2 separate regions of the Pan troglodytes genome follow, and region 1 is linked to region 2. The links are chromatin contacts, called in public HiChIP or PLAC-seq maps. All regions are on one chromosome and are shown on one strand. The core of a region is the stretch at or near the end of the contact, and the rest is flanking DNA. Distances in the headings are between cores, read along the strand shown. Region 1 holds the start of PHPT1 (phosphohistidine phosphatase 1). Region 2 holds the start of NPDC1 (neural proliferation, differentiation and control 1).

Evidence for each region. HiChIP or PLAC-seq counts read pairs in DNA pulled down with a chosen protein or histone mark.
Region 1: a contact with region 2 is called in an H3K4me3 HiChIP or PLAC-seq map of stem cell-derived excitatory neurons, with 4 times the contacts expected there. The contact joins the promoter of PHPT1 here to the promoter of NPDC1 in region 2. A contact is called at or near these places in 1 of 7 Hi-C or Micro-C datasets (stem cell-derived neural progenitor cells) and 1 of 1 datasets of contacts at active chromatin or transcription factors (stem cell-derived excitatory neurons).

What each region holds. Positions count from the first base shown.
Region 1 is chr11:1,609,419-1,612,129 of NHGRI_mPanTro3-v2.0_pri, reverse strand. It overlaps PHPT1 (phosphohistidine phosphatase 1), which reads left to right and starts at 1,455. Exons shown (of 5, transcript XM_016962189.4): 1 at 1,455-1,580; 2 at 2,616-2,711. AJM1 (apical junction component 1 homolog) reads left to right here. Exons shown (of 3, transcript XM_016962177.3): 3 at 1-2,098. The coding sequence ends at 642.
Region 2 is chr11:1,404,571-1,407,430 of NHGRI_mPanTro3-v2.0_pri, reverse strand. NPDC1 (neural proliferation, differentiation and control 1) reads right to left here and starts at 1,584. Exons shown (of 9, transcript XR_010148524.1): 1 at 776-1,584.

The DNA of each region.
Region 1 (2,711 bases), core at 206-2,705, 200 kb before region 2:
AACTTCCTGCGCTTTGGCCTGGAGGGGCTGCTGCTATCCCCCACCTACCTATCGCTGCGTGAGCTGGCCACACACGCGGCGCCCCTGGGCAGCTACGCGCGCGAGCTGGCGGCCGCTGGGCGCCTCTACGAACCGGCAGAGTGCTTCCTGCTCAGCGTGTCCGTGGCCGTGGGACCCGGCACCGCGCCACCGGGGACACCCGCCCTGCCCGCGCCCGCGCCACGCAGCCACGGGCCAACAGTGCGCAAGTTCGCCAAGGTAGCGCTGGCGGCCGGCAGCCCCGCGCGGCCGCCCCCGGCGCGGAGCCGCGAGCCCGACATGGAGACGCTGATCCTGACGCCACCGCCGGGCACGGCGGGCCTGGATCAGGACGGCGAGGCGGGCCGGCGCGCGCGCGAGGTGGCCTTCATCCACATCCAGCGCGAGCTGCGGCTGCGCGGCGTCTTCCTGCGCCACGAGTTCCCGCGCGTCTACGAGCAGCTTTGCGAGTTCGTCGAGGCCAACAGGCGCTTCACGCCCACCACCATCTACCCCACGGACCGGCGCACCGGCCGCCCCTTCATGTGCATGATCATGGCCGCCTCCGAGCCGCGCGCGCTCGACTGGGTGGCCAGCGCCAACCTGCTGGACGACATCATGTGAGGCGCCGGGCCCACCAGGCCTAGCCCAGGCGCTGGCCCGAACCCTGCCCTGCCCACTCAGGCCCCGCCCGGCCCACCCAGGGCCGCCCCCGAGCCCCGCCAGGGCCCCACCCCGACTTCTTCTAGGCCCCGCCTCTAATTCCCCAGCCTTCCAAGCTCCGCTCAGTACGGCCTCCAGCTCCGCCCAGGCCCCCACCCCCCGGCCCTTCGTCCCTGTAGTGTTCCTCACAGGCCCTTCGCCTTCCCACCCCCAGCAACCCCTCTCCCTCCTCCGGGTCTCCTCCCTCTCCCAGCTCGCCCTCGAGGATCCCCAGAAGAAGTCGGTCCTCGCCCTCGGTGCTCCCCGCTGGGAGGCGGGGTGGGCCTGAGGACCGCCGAGCTCTGCCTTCACTCGGAGGGGTCACTACTGCACAGACCCCACCCGTACAGATCCGGTCCCCGTCGGTCCGCGGGGCTCTCGCTGGAGCCTCCCCGACTCCGGTTTCCCCTCGTCCAGAAGCCCGACGTAACCAAAGCCCAGTCTGTCACTTTAAACACGCCCCGCCCCGCCTCCCGCGGCAGTGTTGCCTCCTCGCTGGAGAACACCCTGGTCGACCTCTGTGCGTCCGTGTGCGCGAGCGCGTCCCGCCGAGGCGGTGGGCAGGGCGGACGGTGCGCAGTGCGTTCCCGCTGGTCGGAGCCAGCACACTAACCACGCCACGCGCCCTGCCGTCCCTTCGCCTCCAGCCGCTGCAGTCTGGGCCCTGCAGGAGCTGGGAAAAACCGCAGGGAGGTCTTCAGGCCGATATGCAAGTCTCCCAGCCGAAAGGGCAGGGGACCTGAACAGGGGAAGCAGAGCACATGGGCCTGGCCAGAGCTGATACCTGGCTAGGAGAGGAAGGACCAAGGGACGGGGCGTTCCCAGGTGGGAGCCTGGAGGGCAAAGCGTGGTGCGAGCAGGTGAGGGAGAGAGCTAGTTGGTAAGCGTGGAAGCCCACCCGAGGGGGCTTGACCTGTCCCGAGAGGTCCCCGCACACCCGCTCTGGCCGCACCCCGTACTGCGGGCGTGGAGGCGCAAGCCCGGCGGCCCGGCCTCCACCTGTCCCCCAAGTGCACCCTGGTCCGCGCCCAGAGCTCTCTGGAGGGTGGGGTATCCGGGAGAGGGGTGGAGGCCAAACGCAAGGGCCCTCCTGGAGTCCCCAGCCCTACTTCGGAGCCAGGGGAGGGGGCACCAAGTGAGAGAAATTGGGCACCCCCGCCTCCGCTCCTGCTTTCGCACCCGGCGCGCCCATCTCGTCCCCGCGCGTCTGCACCGGCCAGGCGTCCCGCTTGCCCACCCGCCGCCGCGCCCCGCGCCCCCTACCCCAGGGCCTCTGCATTCGGCCCCACCCCTGAGGGCCGGCCAGGAACGCCCCTGGGCCGGAATAATTTCCAGGGGGCAAGAGCTTTCGAACCAAGTAAAATAGAACTTGAATGTAGCGGCTGCTGTTGCCTCCTTGTACGGGTAGCGGGGTTGGGGACGGAAGCCTTCGGTCGGTGGAGAGGAGAAAGGGAGAGGCCTTCGGGCGGTGGACGGGGAAGAGAGGGAGTCCTTCGGGCGGTGGAGGGGGTAGAGAGCGAGGCCTTCGGGCGGTGGAGAGCGGGGAGGGGGAGTCCTTCGGGCGGTGGGAGGGGGAGAGAGGGAGGCCTTTGGGCGGTGGGAGGGGGAGGGGGGAGTCCTTCGGGCGGTGGGAGGGGGAGGGGGAGTCCTTCGGGCGGTGGGAGGGGGAGGGGGGAGGCCTTTGGGCGGTGGGGGCCACGGGGAGGGTGGCCTTCGGACTACGTGCGGGACAGGAGGTCAGGGCTGGCAAGTCCCTCAGGCCTCCCTCGTTGCCCCAGCCTCGCGGGCCGCCTAACTGCCCCGTTCCAAGGGTGCCACCGGACCCCGCTGGAGAGGAACTTTTCCGTTGGCTGGATTTCATCACCACCCATTCCCGATTCCACGTTTCCTTTAAGCGGGGCTGGCGGAGCCGCAAGGCGGCAAGGAACTGGATTGCGATTGGTCAGCACGTGCCTCGGTCGGCGGTACAATTGGCTGAGGCGCTGGGCCTT
Region 2 (2,860 bases), core at 335-2,834:
CAGCTTTGCATCCTGGGTTCCTGCAGGGAGCTCTGCTCTCTGGACCCTCAGGACCCATCTGTGCAGGTGAGAGGGTGTCCCAGGACCCTGGGCTTATCACCCTCCTCCGGAGTCCACCTGCAGCCCTCAGTCCCAAAGACAGAATGCCAGTGCCCTCGAGGGCAGGGGATGCAGGCGGAGGCTCTGAGGCTGCAACAGTCTCCCTCCTATTGAAGCTAGAACAGCACCCCGAGCCTGCGCCATAAGTGCCCCCAGAACTTCAGCGCCCACCATGGCGCACAAGGCCGGTGCCCAGCGCCACCCAAGGCGTGAGGACAGGCAGAGCAGCACTGAGGCCCCGACCCCGGGACGCGCACCGGCAGCGAAGCCGGCGGGCACTCAGGGCCAGCCCCACACCCGCAGGAGCCCCGAACACGGAGACACAGAGACGCACACAGGCAGACTCCCGGCGGGCCCGCCCAGAGCCAGATGGCCGCGGCGCGGAGGCCTGAGCCAGACGGGCTCCCGGCGGAAGAAGCCATGAATGTAAGGTACGCCTCTGGGAACCGGCAGAAGCCCCATCCGGCGCGGCCTTTTGGAGGCTCCGCGCTGCGCCCTCCGGCCAGGCCTGTTTATTCCATCGTGGGCGAGGCGGGGCCGCCGCCACCAGCGGACCAGGCCTGCAGGGCCTGCGGGCCTGGGCAGGACGAGGGCGGCGGCGCCCGGCAACCCGGTCCCCGCCCGGCGATCCCGGCCCCGGGGCGCCCCGCGGCCTGCGCCCAGCGCGCTCGCTCACCCGGGTGGCCGGCGGCGGCTCCACGCAGGGCGGCGCCGAGGACGAGGCCGGAGAGCAGCAGCCGCAGCAGCCGCAGGTGCCGCGGGGAGGGCGGAGGCAGCGGCGTCGCCATCCTTCAGCGCCGCCGCCGGGGCAGCATGGCACCGCGAGGCCAGGGGCTCGGCGCGGGCTCCGGGCTCCGCGTCGGGAGCAGCGGAGGCAGCGGGGGAGGACGCAGGAGGAAGAGGAGGCGGATGCCAAGGAGGAGGAGGAGGAAGAGGAAAGGCACGGGCGGCGGCGCTGACGCTGCAGCAAGGATCCGGGATGGAGGCGCCGGCGAGGCGCGCACGCGGAGACTGCGCCTGCGCGCTCCACCTGAGGGGGCGGGAGGGCGGCTCCAGACTGCGCCCCCTCCCCCTGCTCCAGTTCTGGTCCCCTCTCCGGGCCTCGCTGGACCTCTCTCGGCCTCAGGGTGTCTCGGCACCTGCGGTCTCTGGGGCCGGTGCGGTTCCCAGAAGTCCGGCTGGGTTTGGGCCGCGGGTGGGCTTCTCCAGGATGCGCTCCCTTCTGGCCTCTTCCCGGTAGGACTCCGAGCCCCTCACCCGCACCCGCGATGGGGCAGAGGACCTGTGTGGGCCTAGCCTCGCGAGCGCACAGAGACACAGGAGCGCCGGGCGCACGCAGACAGGTGCTCACGAGCTGGGCAGGTGCACAGGAAGGCACAGGTGTGCCCACAGAGGCAGGGGCACCCCCACTCGCGGGAAAAGCAAATACAGGAACACAGAACGGCCCCGGCCCCGACTGCAGCTTTGGCTGGAGCCGCGGCGGCCGCGCGCAGTGAGGCCACCAGGGGGCAAGAGTGATCCGGAGCCACTGAGGACTGGAGCTGGGAGCTGTCCAAGGTGTTCAGGGTCCCCAGGTGACAGCCCTTTAGCTCCCTCAGGACAATGGGCATCTTTTTTTTTTTTTTTTTTTTTTTCTTTGAGACAGCGTCTCTGTCGCCTAGCCTGGAGTGCAGTGGTGCCATTTCGGCCCACTGCAACCTCCACCTCTCGGGTTCAAGTGATTCTCGTGCCTCTGCCTCCTGAGTAGCTGGGATTACAGGCGCATGCCACCATGCTGGGCTAATTTTTGTATTTTTAGTACAGACGGGGTTTCACCATGTTGCCTCAGCTGGTCTTGAACTCCTGACCTCAGGTGATACGCCAGCCTCAGCCTCCCAAAGTGCTGGGATTACAGGCGTGAGCCACTGTGCCCAGCTGACAACGGGCATCTCTGATGCCCCCCTTGCACCTCACCTGTTGCCTCCCAAGAGCACGCCCACCCCATCCCACTAGAAACCTCCTTTGACTAGTCATTCAGAGAACAAGAGTGAGACCTCCAACCCGGGGTGTCCCCTTGGTCCTTCCAGTCTCAGAACTTCAAAGCTGGGGCTGGCTGCCCTCAGGTTTATCAAATGACTTTTAAAAAATGGTGAAGAGGGGAGGGAAGAGCAGAATAAGAACCACCACCCTCCTCGCCAGGGCACTGAGCATAGAGACAGTGTCTAAGCTCACTTCCCAGGAAGGTGAGGAGGCGAGTGGGCAAGACCAGGCCTTCCCATCCTGGAGAAAACTGGCTTGGGGAGGGGCTGCAGGGCCTGGCTGGGGCTGCAGGATGCCTTTTGGAGGTGCAGGACACTCAGTCCCAGGTGAGAAGGGCAAGGTGCCCTGTGCCATTGCATGGCTCGGCTCCACAGCCAGGTTCTGTGCAAGATTCCTGCCTATGGGTCCCGGTCCTGATCTCATCTCCCACCCCTGTGCCACCTCCTGATGTGGGCCTGCCCTCCCTCCAGTCTCTACCAGCACTGACTGCCCCCTAGGAAGCCGCCTGGCTGGCTGCCACCCACTCTCCGCCACCTCCCTGACCTCTACCCTCACCCCCAGGCTCACTGTACCAGGACCCAACCTTCAGTCTGGCCTTGGTCACCAACGCAGATCCGGATGTGATGGTTTTGGGGAACTCTGCTGGCCAGAGAAGACTCAAGGGCCCAGGAACATTCCCTCGGGCCAGCCATCCTGCAGCTACTCTAGGCTGCCACGGCACAGCAGGGCAGCAGCCAGTGCC